Regions from separate parts of the Nothobranchius furzeri genome. Here region 2 is linked to region 1. The links are chromatin contacts, called in public Micro-C maps. All regions are on one chromosome and are shown on one strand. Each heading gives the region's core, a stretch centred on a gene start, on an enhancer-like site or on the middle of the called end of the contact. The rest is flanking DNA. Distances are from core to core; before and after follow the strand shown.

What was found. Hi-C and Micro-C count contacts between places; a contact is called where the count stands out from the background.
Region 2: a contact with region 1 is called in a Micro-C map of tail fin, with 12 times the contacts expected there. The contact joins the promoter of rps6ka3b here to the enhancer-like site in region 1. A contact is called at or near these places in 2 of 2 Hi-C or Micro-C datasets (skeletal muscle and tail fin).

Annotation. Positions count from the first base shown.
Region 1 is chr7:63,007,562-63,014,935 of NfurGRZ-RIMD1, forward strand. rps6ka3b (ribosomal protein S6 kinase, polypeptide 3b) reads right to left here. Exons shown (of 21, transcript XM_070553479.1): 10 at 6,374-6,444; 11 at 5,978-6,066; 12 at 4,007-4,071; 13 at 3,812-3,914; 14 at 3,383-3,705; 15 at 3,179-3,268; 16 at 2,564-2,722; 17 at 2,309-2,470; 18 at 2,142-2,218; 19 at 1,945-2,062; 20 at 1,728-1,868. Among protein-coding and RNA genes, the nearest start is that of hhla2b.1, 37 kb to the left of the region's middle. Within about 2 kb of position 6,115, at least 1 of the 3 cell types and tissues checked has an H3K27ac peak or open chromatin away from gene starts, as enhancers often do. A contact at or near this core is called in tail fin, where this site is marked.
Region 2 is chr7:63,049,049-63,056,422 of NfurGRZ-RIMD1, forward strand. It overlaps rps6ka3b (ribosomal protein S6 kinase, polypeptide 3b), which reads right to left and starts at 2,719. Exons shown (of 21, transcript XM_070553479.1): 1 at 2,625-2,719. pdha1b (pyruvate dehydrogenase E1 subunit alpha 1b) reads right to left here. Exons shown (of 13, transcript XM_054750998.2): 4 at 7,215-7,280; 5 at 6,830-7,003; 6 at 6,253-6,379; 7 at 6,089-6,180; 8 at 5,929-6,021; 9 at 5,685-5,840; 10 at 5,353-5,424; 11 at 5,214-5,281; 12 at 5,019-5,127; 13 at 4,083-4,477. The coding sequence ends at 4,313.

The DNA.
Region 1 (7,374 bases), core at 4,865-7,364:
TGGTTAGGTGGTTGGATGCTGGTTGGATGTTTGGATGCTGGTTGCATGTTAGTTTGATGCTGGTTAGGTGGTTGGATGCTGGTTGGATGTTTGGATGCTGGTTGGATGTTTGGATGCTGGTTGCATGTTAGTTTGATGCTGGTTAGGTGGTTGGATGCTGGTTGGATGTTTGGATGCTGGTTGGATGTTTGTTTGATGCTGGTTAGGTGGTTGGATGCTGGTTGCATGTTTGTTTGATGCTGGTCGGATGTTTGGATGCTGGTTGCATGTTTGTTTGATGCTGGTTAGGTGGTTGGATGCTGGTTGGATGTTTGGATGCTGGTTGGATGTTTGTTTGATGCTGGTTAGGTGGTTGGATGCTGGTTGCATGTTTGTTTGATGCTGGTTGGATGTTTGGATGCTGGTTGCATGTTTGTTTGATGCTGGTTAGGTGGTTGGATGCTGGCTGGATGTTTGTTTGATGCTGATTAGGTGGTTGGATGCTGGTTGCATGTTTGTTTGATGCTGGTCGGATGTTTGGATGCTGGTTGCATGTTAGTTTGATGCTGGTTAGGTGGTTGGATGCTGGTTGGATGTTTGGATGCTGGTTGCATGTTAGTTTGATGCTGGTTAGGTGGTTGGATGCTGGTTGGATGTTTGGATGCTGGTTGGATGTTTGGATGCTGGTTGCATGTTAGTTTGATGCTGGTTAGGTGGTTGGATGCTGGTTGGATGTTTGGATGCTGGTTGGATGTTTGTTTGATGCTGGTTAGGTGGTTGGATGCTGGTTGGATGTTTGTTTGATGCTGGTCGGATGTTTGGATGCTGGTTGCATGTTTGTTTGATGCTGGTTAGGTGGTTGGATGCTGGTTGGATGTTTGGATGCTGGTTGGATGTTTGGATGCTGGTTGCATGTTAGTTTGATGCTGGTTAGGTGGTTGGATGCTGGTTGGATGTTTGGATGCTGGTTGGATGTTTGGATGCTGGTTGCATGTTAGTTTGATGCTGGTAAGGTGGTTGGATGCTGGTTGGATGTTTGGATGCTGGTTGGATGTTTGTTTGATGCTGGTTAGGTGGTTGGATGCTGGTTGCATGTTTGTTTGATGCTGGTTGGATGTTTGGATGCTGGTTGCATGTTTGTTTGATGCTGGTTAGGTGGTTGGATGCTGGTTGGATGTTTGGATGCTGGTTGGATGTTTGGATGCTGGTTGCATGTTAGTTTGATGCTGGTTAGGTGGTTGGATGCTGGTTGGATGTTTGGATGCTGGTTGGATGTTTGTTTGATGCTGGTTAGGTGGTTGGATGCTGGTTGGATGTTTGGATGCTGGTTGGATGTTTGGATGCTGGTTGCATGTTAGTTTGATGCTGGTTAGGTGGTTGGATGCTGGTTGGATGTTTGGATGCTGGTTGGATGCTGGTTGCATGTTAGTTTGATGCTGGTAAGGTGGTTGGATGCTGGTTGGATGTTTGGATGCTGGTTGGATGTTTGTTTGATGCTGGTTAGGTGGTTGGATGCTGGTTGCATGTTTGTTTGATGCTGGTTGGATGTTTGGATGCTGGTTGCATGTTTGTTTGATGCTGGTTAGGTGGTTGGATGCTGGCTGGATGTTTGTTTGATGCTGGTTAGGTGGTTGGATGCTGGCTGGATGTTTGTTTGATGCTGGTTGGGTGGTTGGATGCTGGTTGGATGTTTGAATGTTTGTTTGGATGCTGGTCAGATGCTGGTCGGATGCTGGTCGGATGCTTACCTTGACCTTCTGCGGGGCGTCCTGTCGGTTCAGGGTGAACTTGGGCAGCTGGTCCCGGCGGGTGACCCAGGGGTGTCTGAGGACCTGAGTAGCCGTCAGCCTCTGATGAGGATCCACATGGAGCATCTTGGAGACCAGATCCTGGTGACAACAAACACTTTCAGTTAACCTCCAGCTTCCTGTCTGGACCAGGAAAACGGGTCGGGTCGGTACTGACCTTAGCTTCGGCAGAAACAGATGTCCAATATCCACCAGACAGGCTGAACTTCCCGCTGCCGATCCGAGCCAGAATCTCCTCCGGAGTGTCCTCGGGACCGTTGGCAAACGGAGTGAAACTGGAGACGAGAATAAGAAAGACTTCATGTCTGGATCCATCAGACGTTTGGAGAACCCGTGTAGGCGTGTAGAACTCACCCCGTTAGCATGGTGTAGAGCAGAACTCCCAGACTCCAGATGTCGCACGCCGTGTCGTATCCCTGCTTCTTTAGAACCTGCCAGGATCAACAGAAACCATCATCAGGGGAAACAACAGTATCACTTCCTGTTTACGTGGCGTTCATCGGACCGCCACATCGACCGACCTCTGGAGCCACAAAGTTGGCGGTGTAACACGGCGTCATCAGCAGGCCGTTGTCGGCTCTCAGCTGCTTGGCAAAGCCGAAGTCACAGATCCGGATGGACTCAGCGTTCCCACTCTCGTCTACATACAGGATGTTACTGGGCTTCAGGTCACGATGCACCACCTGTAAACACCACAGAAGAAGAAAGGTCCCACTGCTTTGAGCTAGACTCGCTCTGACTCTCAAGGTTCTCCAAGAACATCCAGAGGAACGAACCCCGTTCTTGTGCAGATACTCCACAGTCTTGGTGATGGTGAAGAGCACGGCGCTGGCCTCCCGCTCTGAGAAAAACTTCTGTCTGAGGATCTTATCCAGCAGCTCGCCTCCTTTCATCAGCTCCGTCACCAGGAACACCGAGCGGCCGTCGTCGTACACCTGAAACAGGAAGTAGAACCAGCTCAGGGTCTGGGTCGGAAACTGATCAGGATCAACGGCCAGAAATAAAGATCAGATCATGATGATGGAGGAGAACCTGAAGCAGTTAGAACCAGAGGCTGCGCTACATCCATCATCCATTCGTCTATCATCCATTCATCCATCATCCATTCATCTATCATCCATTCATCTATCATCCATTCATCCATCATCCATTCATCCATCATCCATTCGTCTATCATCCATTCATCCATCATCCATTCATCTATCATCCATCCGTTATCCGTCATGATGAAACCTCCACACAAGACCTCGTCTCCCTAACTGGACCAGCCAGCTCTGCCTCTAACCGGCTGAGTTATTCATGTGTTCATCACGGAACCAGCTACTGGAACATGGTTCCACCGGTCGAACCAGAAGGAGTGATTTCTATGAACGATGAAGGTCGTGACTCACGTCCTTCAGGGTGATGATGTTAGGATGCTGTCCGTATCTCAGCAGGATCTCCACCTCCTCCGTCGGGTCCCTCTTGGTCTTGTTGATGATCTGGAAACAAAAGACAAGAATTAGAACAAAGTTCCTGCTTCATAAATCAGTTAAAGACTTCTGGGATGTTTCCTCTAAAGCCCGAATCACATCCTGTGCTGTTGCCATGGTTACCTTGACGGCGTATTCCATGCCCGTCCCTCTGTGCTCACAGCGCTTGCAGAGGGAGTAGGACCCGACGCCGATGTCCTCTTTGAGGTCATAGGTGTCTGAAAACTGAGACGTGCTTCTGTGTAGCTGCTGCAGGAACACACACACATTTAAGAGGATAGTGCGTGTGCGTGTGTGTGTGTGTGTGTGTGTGTGTGTGTGTGTGTGTGTGTGTACCTGTACGATGCTATTGGGTACAGGTTGTGTCTCCTCCTCTGTTATGGCCACAAAGCTGAATCCTCTGAACAGCTGGTGGGCGTTGGCACTCGGAGGAACTCCTGGTGAGTCTGAGACAAAGTTAGAGCCGTTAATGATGTCAGCCGTTAGAAGGGAGCTCAGCTCCCAGCAGGAGCAGCAGGAGGAGGAGGAGGAGGTGAGGAGGAGAAGATGCACCTCGGGGGGTTTTAGCTGTGAACTCTGGATCAAAGTAGAAGGTGTCGTCAGGTCGTCCTGCAGCCGGCTGGAAAGGAGGATGAAGCTCTCGGCGGAAAAGTTTCTACAAACACCAGAAATACTCTAAACGTCACCAGAATCAGAATAAAAACACAAACAAATACCATTATTTACTAATGTATAGTAAAAACTTACGTTCCAGTCGATGGTGCTGAAGAAACAGTGCCTTTTGATCTCCTGAACTCCATCTGGTCCGGCTCCTACAGACAAACACAAATAAATAAACAAAAACAAGAATATGAATGTAAACAAATAAAACTGATTACAGAGTTTCTCCTGTTTGGATTGGGTATACTAAATTACTAAATATGTTTTTATTTATATTTTCTGGAAAACAAAATAATAATTCATACTTAAATAATTTATTATGAGCAATTTAATTAATTAGATTTACGTTTAATTTTCACGCAGATGATGATTATTACTATTATTATTGTTACTATTATTATTATTATTATTACTATTATTATTGTTACTATTATTACTATTACTATTATTATTATATTATTACTATTATTATTGTTACTATTACCGGTATTACAATTATCATTGTTACTATTATTACTATTACTATTATTATTACTATTATTATTGTCACTATTATTACTATTACTATTATTATTATTACTATTATTATTGTTATTATTATTATTGTCACTATTATTACTATTATTATTATTATTATTGATATTATTACTAATATTATTATTACCGTATTTTCCGGACTATAAGCCGCTACTTTTTTCCCCACGCTTTGAACCATGCAGCTTATAATGAGGCGCGGCTTTACTGAAGGTTTTCCTTCACCTGCAGGGGGCGCTTTAGCAGAAAGTGTAACAGGTGGAAGTCAAAAGTGGAAATCGAAGAAAGTGCTCATTTTTATTTAGCACATGCAAGCAGCCGGCACGACGACGAATTTGTTTTAATCCATACCCCCTCATCATGGTAACTACACGTATGAGTTCATATGATGCCGCTTTTAAGTTGAAGGCCATCGATCTGGCAGTAAAGGAGGGAAACAGCGCTGCCGCACGTCAGCTTGGCATGAATGAATCCATGGTTCGGCGCTGGAGACGGCAGCGGGAAGAACTCATTCAGGCCAGCTTCACCCGGGGATGATGACAGCAACACGGACAGCGACACCGACATCGCCACAGAAAAGGTATGTGACGAAGCTCTTCTGAGGCTGTTCAACTCCGACACTGAAGAAGAGGACTTTAATGGCTTTAGTGTGCAGGAGGAAGATGAGAGCGAATGACTTCTTCTGGTAGGCAAGTGTGTTTTATTTACTAACCAGGCATGTTTTGTGTGCAGGTTTTATTTTCTAATCATCCAGGGCTTATTAATGCCGTGTCAGCGCTGTTCTTTTCTTCTAAACATGCAACTTACCGGTAATAACGTGTCAGTTCTGTTATTATCTTATAACCATCCAGAAATATGAATGCTATCAGCGCTGTTTTCTTTTCTAAACTTGCACGCACGTGCACCCGTGTTTAAAATTTGTTTTGTTGAATTAAAACAACAACGGAAAAACTCCGTGTAGCGTCTTTCTGCTTATCTTATGTTATGGCCGTACATGCGCTGTGGGCCGGAGACCTGCATGTGGCTGCTGCGCCGCGGCTTGTATTCGAGTGCGATGTGTGTGCAGAAAACCTTATTTTTTTGTTGGTGGCTCTATAGTCCTGAAATTACGGTACTATTATTATTGTAACTATTATTACTATATTATTATTACAATTATTACTATTACTATTATTATTATTACTACTACTATTATTATCATCATCATTACTAATATTATTATTATTATTATTATTATTATTCGCCAAAATTCTTAGAAACAAAAGAAGTGACTTAACTTGTTGGTTTACTTGTAATATCTACGATCACCAGCAGGTGGCAGCAGCGTTGATAGTTAGCTGTTAACAGTGGTTTTTCCAGAATAAAAGCTCTGCTGTTCATTCAGATTTGGCAGAATTGAAAGAACATTTTATATCAGCTGGTTTTAATAAATATTTAGATTTATTTTACTGTAACATATGAATTATAATAACAGTGATAAATGAACATTTAGCTGTATTTTTACAGTGTTCAGACGCTCTTTACCGAGTCGGTTGGCTGGGTTGCGTTTGAAAAGGCTCCTGATGAGAGACTGAGCCTCCGAGCTGAGGAACTGTGGCATTCCCAACTTGGCTCTGCACAGAGAAAGAGAACAGCTGGATGAAGAACAGATCGGATGTGTGGATCAAATATCCAACAGGAAGCTGCGTCAGCGCTCTGCAGAGTGTGTTCTTGCAGACGCAGGAGGAGTTAACACTTCCTCTTTTTAATCATGATCACAGCTTCTCCTCCTTTTCCCGTCTCCGTGTTATGAACCTGCCCTTTGCTCCTCGTCTCTCATAAACCGTGCTCCTCCTCTAGGCTGGCTGTCTGCTCCTTCCTGAGCTGTAATGAAAGCTGTGGGATCAGATCGGAGCGTTCCAACAGCATAAAGTGCCTTACTTCAGGATCATTGTCATCGTGTCTTTCCGGTCTTTGCCCTGAAATGGGAGCGATCCTGTCAGCATCTCAAACTGCAGCAAAAGAACAAGAACAGCATCAGTGTCAGAGAGACCCGGATATTTCCCGTCTTCTCCTCTTTCGGTTTTCCTCCCCAGCAGCCAGACGGTCCTGAAACCCGTCACAGCGGTTCTGGATCAATCTGAAGGGTTTATTTGGGAAATAATCAGAAAAAAGAGCAAAAATGTGTTTAAACAGCAACTAAAGTCCAGAGAAAACATCAAAGTCTGATTTCTATCATAGAAAAGGAAAATGAAATGATAATCCAGTTTTTAATGTCAGCAGGTTAAAAACTCTTTAATTCGTTGATGGTTTTGCTGCTTCAGCATCCAGATGTTCTAAACATCACATCTGTAACCACTTCTCTGGGGGGGATTAAGTTCAGCTTCAGGAACAGATTTTTAATCTGAAGCCACAGAGTTGGTGAAGGGTTAGGATTAGACCTGAAGGTGAAGTTTCAGGAGATGTTCGGAACATCTGGAATTACGTTTTTTATCTGAATGTTGTTTGTTTTTTATTTTCCCAAATGATGAAACAGTAAACTAAAATTACTGAGATAAAAACTAATTAATGAACATCTCAGATTATCTGTGTCACTTGATGTTTAGATTATTTACATTTATAATCTCAGGAAGTGTCTCAGATTAGAGAAAACAGCTGGATCGTCTGGATCTAACGTCTCAATTAAACATCTGGGTAAGGATCTGACAGCAGGAAGGAAAATGTGAACAACAGAGCTGAATTGTGTGTGTGTGCGCGTGCGCATGTGTGTGTGTGTGTGTGTGTGTGTGTGTGTGTGTGAGTATGCGTCAAGCCCCCACAATGCGGCTCTAAAATTGGTCTCAACCCGGAAGTACCAAAAATTGCAGTTCCACCCTCATCCACTAGGGGCTGGTGTCAGAAGCGAGCAAATCCTCATTGACTCCCATGTTAAAAATACCAAT
Region 2 (7,374 bases), core at 1,469-3,968, 38 kb after region 1:
TATCAGCATTTTTTAAACGTGCATACAAAACACTTTAAATCATGAATTGTCTCACTATATATACACTATTTGCAGAGTGATGTTTTGCTGCTTAAACTCTGTTTAAGGTGCATTTTTGTCATAAGATGTAATGCCATATGTTTTGTTCTGTACTTTTGAACAACTCTGTTGGTCAATAAAGGGAGAAAACAAATTTCTCCACAGTAGGACAAAGGTACATCTACCGGTGATCTTAATAAAAACAGACTGGCGCACGGCAGTGATGTCATTAAAAGCGCCGGTTAGATTAGCCGCGGCTAGTCTGTTCACGCCTAGAAATCCCAGACCCGCTCCAAACGAACAGGGGAATCACGTTAATGATTCCTAACAAAACCTTTCGACATTGAGATGTTTTGGTGCAGATAATGTCTTATTTCGAGGCTGCACCACGGGTGCCCGTCCGCACCCGTTATATGGATATACGCTGACGGCGATTCGCTGATGGATCTAAATACCCCGGGGAATCCAAGTAGCACCAAAGTTGTCAGCGTGAGTAAACAAACGTACTGCATGCTAGAAATTAAGTCCGGGTTGCAATAAACGGGAGTTTCCTTTAAGCACATAAGCGTGAATATACAACTACGTGTCGGACTTGGTGTGCTAAATAAGTTGGGCTGTGAAGCGCCTCCCAAATTCGCTGTTTATGTTTTTGTTTATTTATTTGGCAGACAAAACTTGGATCGGAGACAACTCGCGTGGGAAATTGCAACGTAGCCATGCGGCGTCTTCTTCTGTTTGTCTGGGAGGCGGAGGCTGCTTTACGGCATCTGGCTGTCGTGCGTGTCGGTGTACGTGAAGAAGGCTGTGTATAATAGTCCATAATATCGATACCACAGGGATGGAATATCTCATTTAGATACCACTTCTAGTATCGATTTATATCTAGGTATCGATTTTTTTGACAACACTAGTCACAAATAATTTAATCTGTGATAAATAAATGCGATGTTTGAAGCTTTAAACTCAACCAAATTCCAGTTTTTGATAAACTTTCCTCCTCAGACGGAGACGGCTGTGAGATTCCTGCAGGAACATGAAGCCACACGTTCCTTCTGGAGTCAACAGATCTGTACAGAAGTTCTGGTACTGTGGGATTTAAAACAGCATCTCCTTCATCCCTGTTAACATTTTAACCTGAGATTAGAGATTTATGGAATATTTCTAATAATTTACAACAAAACAAGGATTAGAAAAGCCGCCTCCCTGCTTTTCTTCACTGATCTTAAAGCAGAAGCTGCTGTCATCAATAATCTGGTCAAGTTTTCCTGCTTCTGCAAAAACAGCTTCTATTCCCCGTGTGAAGCTGGGGATTAAATCTGTTAGAGGGAGACGCCTCAGCTGCACCGATCCTGGTTCTGAGGGCCGATTCCGACCCAGTCAGAAATAAACACTTTACTGGATTTCCAAAGTTTTAACTTTGGATGGAAATAATCGTAGCATCAGTAAACAACAACAAACCCGCCTCGTTTCAGCTAAACATCACAAACCGGCGCCAACATTTAAATGTTTACCATTGTTGATCAGCAGTGGCGGCCATCTTGGATTGGGTTGATTCCAGTGGGTTTCTGGGAGTTTGACCAATTTTCTTTATCACTAATTTTATCCGCGTGTCCGTAAACCACCTCATCCTCACGAAGAGCGCAGGACAACGTTGAATTCAGTCAAAAAATTTCATTTAAATATTTTTATAAAATTTTACCCTTTTTGCTGAACAAAAATTTTAGAAACAAGTTTAAAAATATATATTTTACAAAAAGTGGAATAAGAATTGATTGTACCTTTGTGCAAATATTATTAGTAACATTTTAATAGCATATTAGTAAAACTGGAATCATGTGGCCTGTAACCTGTAGAGGCAGATGTAATAGTTTGGTTGGTTTATTATGAAAGCTGCAGCTGTTGCATCACGTAGTTATAAAACAGTAAAACTTGGACACTTTTATCTTCAGATTCAGGACTTTTATGAGTAATAAAGTTATTTTAGGACCTTCAGATCAAACATTTGAAGTTTTAACTTCATTTTTGACGCTTTCTAACAGATATCTTCAGATTTCAGGCGCGTTTGTTGCTTTTCTGCAGAATTCGAGACAGATTTTTAGTTGAGGTCAGATTCTAGTTTGTGTGAGTTAGCCGGCAGCATCCTCCTCCTGCACCTCCTCCTTGAACTAAACTCCTGAACCGAGTCTCTCACCTCTCCAGCCGCTCCCCCCACCGGCATCTTCCGCCAGGGATCGGCCAGCTGAGCCAGAGGCATCTTCTCCTCCTCTTGTCGGCTCCGCTTTGATCCTCCCTCCTAACGTTGACCCTGGAACTCCTCTCTCCTTCTCCTCCGAACGGGTTCCAGCCGCTCGTCCCGTTTCCGTGTCGGCAGGAGGAACCGAACCGAGCCGAGCGAGCACGCGCGGGCTAATTCTGGTCGTGGCGTGGCGCAGAGACCGCCCCTTCCTCCGCGGAGAGGAGCAGAGGAGCGCGGCCTCCGGGTCTCTTCTCGGAAACTGATCGACTTTACTAATCTATCTCTCCCCCCTCCCCCTCCTCCTCCTCACTTCCGTTCCTTCCCAATATGGCGGCCGGTGTCGGCTTACCTGTCTGTCAGACTCGCAGACGTAACGTATACGTCACACCGGGAGGCGGCACCTGGAGCCGGGCGGTTTGGACTCAGGTTCGGGATGAGTCACCCAACGGTGCACGGTCCGGTTCGGGTTTCCGAACCAAACTCAGGCAATGACGTCAGAGTTCCGGTCAGCTCCAGGCCCGTTTTATTTATCTGTGATTTCCTCTGAACTCCTGCTGGTTCTGGATCAGAAGTTCTCCAGAACGTCCCGATGGTACCTGGTTCTTCAGCATCGTTCAGGTCAACAGGCACATAACTCAAGGGGTGAGCCACACCAGCTCGGTAAAAACAAACAGCTTTAGCTCAGCGTGGTTCCTGGTTGTGTGATTTAAAACGTTTTTAGTCTAAAAAACAGGAACCAATCATCAGACCGAACCATGGACGTAATTTTGGGGGGGGGGGGGGACATGTCCCCCCCCACTTTTTCCAAAGCCAAGTTTTGACCCCTGCACTTTTTACCATCCAAAAACAACATTACGCTATATTAAATTGACACTGGTTGAGCTCTAGGACCAAGTGGAAAACAACCGTTTGCTTTGAAGCCTGTTTCCCATTAGAGCATACTGTAAAGATACCCCCCCCCCCCCGTGTCCCCCCCCCCCACTTCTAAAGTGAAAATTACGTCCATGGACCGAACAGATCTTGAATTGACAGACACCTGAACAGCCGCTCGTCAGAGAAATGGTTCGCATTCCTCAGAATTGATGATCTAACAGCTAGTCTGAGAACAGCCAGGACCAAAGCGTCGTGAAACAGCTCCAGTTTACGGAGTTCACAGCTGATCGTGGATTCTGTGGTTAAGATAAATGCTGCCAGCAGCAGCTACAACAGTTGACCAGGAGTTGATGCAACCGGAAGTTTGTTCATGATTAATGACAATAAACCGCTGGGAACTGTAGCAGCACCGCTCTGACTAGCTGTAAACAGAGGCTGTTCAGGAGTAAAATGTTTATTGCCTTTAAAATGAACCCGTCAAGATTCAGACCTGATTTTATTTTATCAAATGCGGTTGGTTTTAATTAGCTTAATAAATAAAATCTGTTTTATTCCTGTTTGGCTGTGCTACAGCGACGCCTGCTGGTGGGAGACGGAACAACACCTTCACACATAAATGGTTTTATTTAGCTTTAATCTTTTATTCAGCCTCATAAATAAAATCCCTCTTCAACATCCTCATAAACAATAGAACTTTCTGTACAAACTTTGGTACAACAAAGGAAAATGACAGATTTGATTTAAAACTAAAATTTCATAAACAAAATAAAGACTATCTGTAATATTTTCAGTTCAAATCAGAAATCTGAGTTTTTAATGTGGATCAACAGCAGAGACCAGGAATGAGAGAAGAAGTCAGAGTAGAAACTTATTCTGACTGGTTACACGTTAGAATAAAACACTGAACTCATTTCTTTCAGTAAAGAACAAAAACTTTACATAAACAGCTTAAAGTAACGATCATGTCAGTTTAAAAGCTTTAATCCTGAATAAGCATGAAGGATGAACTCGTCTCAGGTGTTCTTCAGCATTTTAAACCATAAATAAATATCTTAGAGCAGCAGCGGACCGAGTCAGTGTCAATAAATTATAGATTCATCTACATAAATAATAAATACTGGCAGGTTCCAGGGAACGGTCCCGGGGTGTGAGGCGGGGTGGGGTCTAGCTGACAGACTTGAGTTTGGACCAGGGGTGTGTCCCGCGGACGTCCAGCGGCGGGTTGTTGGAGAAGACGTGGTTACAAAGATCCTCCAGCGGCGGCTCCGGGTCGGACGTAGCAAACTGGGCGGCGTCATCCACCTCCTTACGGATCTCAACATCCATTTCCTGTCAGAACAGAAATGACTCCCATCAGCAGGAAGTTGTGTAACACCTCTGTCCTCGGGTCTGTGGTTCTGATCTCCTCTGGTTCCTCGACCACCTCTACGGAACATCTGGGTTCCCACAGACGGAACATCAAACGGGACAGTCTCCAGCAGGTTCCACAAACACTCTGTTCCTCGTCGCTGTGAAACTCCTGTAGAACTTACACTTCCTGTAGGGTCTTCACCGGAAAACTCTCCGAGCCCGTTTCTAAATCCGGGAGCTGGGCCGAACCAGTTAGGAGTAAACATCAGCCCTTTGACCCACAGCAGGACCCGGAGCACCATCACCATCCCATAATCCCACACTTCTGAAGAAGGCTACAGGGTAAAAGCGTCACGCGTTTGGATAAAACACACAGGATGCAGTCTGGAAGCTCGCCCCGTTCTCTTTGATCCACACTTCCTCAAACCTGGAGATCCGCCAACAGACCCGTAAGAGGAAGGAACCGCTCTGCTCCAGATCCCAGATGAGCAGATTTCCACGTTACGCCTGACGTGCTCACCTTGAACTCCTCGGCAGACGCCATGTTGTTGCTGAGCATTCGCTCCCTCAGCAGGGAGATGGGATCGCTCTTGCTGCGGACCTCCTGGATCTCCTCGCGGGTTCTGTAGCTGCAGGCCGTTAGGAACAGGAAACGTGTCGTGGGTCATTGAGCAGCAGGTCGACAACCCGGAACAATCGGAGAGAGTCGGCTCACCTGACGCCCGGGTCACTCATGCTGTGTCCATGGTAACGGTAGGTCTGGAGCTCCATGACGATGGGACCCTGGAACACAGGACGGGATGCATGATGGGATTCCTGCTCTGCTCAGACGTTACCTTTCCCGTCCGCCTCACCTTCCCAGCCCTGCAGTGATCGGCGGCGAACCTGGTGGCCTCTCTGACCGACAGCACGTCCATCCCATCCACCTGCAGCGGAGCAGAACCAGAACGACGACTTGAGTCTGAGCCCGGCGTGGTTCCGACTGAAGAGGTTCTGACGGTTTGTGTGCAGCATCATACATGAGCATCAGACAGCTGTGTGCATGCTCACACCTGTAACTGCCGGGACGAGCCCCGTTATAATCTGGGTCCAAACGGGCCAGCTGCAGCGTACGGGGAGCAGAACCGCTGCAGCTGCTGCCCCGGACCGCCTCAGACACCAGAACACTAGCAGAACTCCGACTCACCCTGAGCCCGGGAATGAAGTCTCCTCTCTTGTAGTAGTCGGTGCTGGCGGCGGCCCGCTCCACCGCCGTGCCCATGCCGTACTTGTTGTTCTCACAGATGAAGACGCACGGCAGCTTCCACAGGGCGGCCATGTTGAAGGTCTCAAACAGCTGACCCTGATTGGGTCAGAACCAACGGAACAGCACAAACGTCTCAATCTGGTACCACAGGTGTTCCCAAGCCTGGGTCCGGACAGCGGCTCACCTGGTTGGCTGCTCCGTCTCCATACAGCGTCACACACACCTGGTTGTTACCGCGGTACTGACAGGCCAGAGCGATACCTGCGCCCAGAGGCACCTGGACAGTTCCCGTCCGTCACTCACAGAGCTACGATCCTAGCAGAGAGAGTGGCTCCAACGCTTACCTGAGCTCCCACGATGCCGTTCCCTCCGTAGAAATGAGGCGCGTACATGTGCATGGAGCCTCCCTTCCCTTTGGCCACGCCCCCTTTACGACCTGAGGAGAGAACAGCGTTCCATCATCGCCTCGGGCGAGGAAACCAGGCAGAGGTCGGGGTATCCATCTCACCTGTGAGCTCAGCCAGGATCTGTCTGATGGAGACGCCGCGCGTGTACGTGTACCCGTGAGCGCGGTACGCCGTTATCAGGTGATCCGAGGGGCTGATGGCCGCCTCGATACCTGCAGCACACGCCTCCTGTAGGAAAACACGATGGGTTCAGTCAGAGTAAAAAGTAAACTTTAGTTTCAGAAGAAACCAACAAACAGTCTAACGACCTTTGACCTTAAACTGGAGCGTATCCTGGATTTTATTGGTCCTTTATCTGAGTGTTGACCTTTAACCTCGAGGAACAATCGAGCGAATTCCTTTTAGAAATGACCTTTAACCCCTCCCAGACTGTAGGGCAGAAGCAGCTGGGTAAACACACGCCTGTCTGCTCCAGAGCAACTAGAGGCGCTCAGGCTGATGACATCATCCAGCATCTAATCAGATCCATATGAAAGCCATAAGAACGGACCTGGATTGTAATCTTGTTTAGGGTCTGGTGATGTTTTTATTACGTCTTAATGAATAAAAATTCCAGACTTTTCCCATTCTGGATCCAGAAACAGAACGGAGAGTGGCCGGAGTCCTGCCTGGACCTACCTGTCCATCATACAGGTGACAGAAGCCTCTGATGATCTTCTGCTTGTACAGCTGATCGGCTTTGAGCTCCACGCGCCTCACCATCTGCATGGTGCGATAATACTGGAGGCCCTGCTCTCTTGTTAGCTCCGCCTTCACCGGAGGCCCCGCCTCCAGGCGATGCAGGTCACATTTCTACTGAAGAGCGGACACAGATTACACTACTTCCCAATCCCGCATCCCGTAAACAGGCTTCTTTGGGTTTAAACAGAAAATCACAAACTGTAACCTGAACACCTCACACCTGCTACCAACCCGGAGCCCCGCGGTCGGTGGTCATTTCTGATTCCATTTTATCTGAACAAACAAGTCAAAAAAAAACAAAGTGACTCTCGTTTCATCCCACCTTGATGTCAAAGGTCACCTGAGGAGTGAAGTCAGCAAAATTACGAGTGACGGCGACTCTGGCGCCCTGAAAAACAGCAAAACGATGACATCAAACAGGGTATTATCAGATCAGTGCAGCTTAAAGTAGGTGAGTCAAGTCCAAGCAGCACGACAGCCGC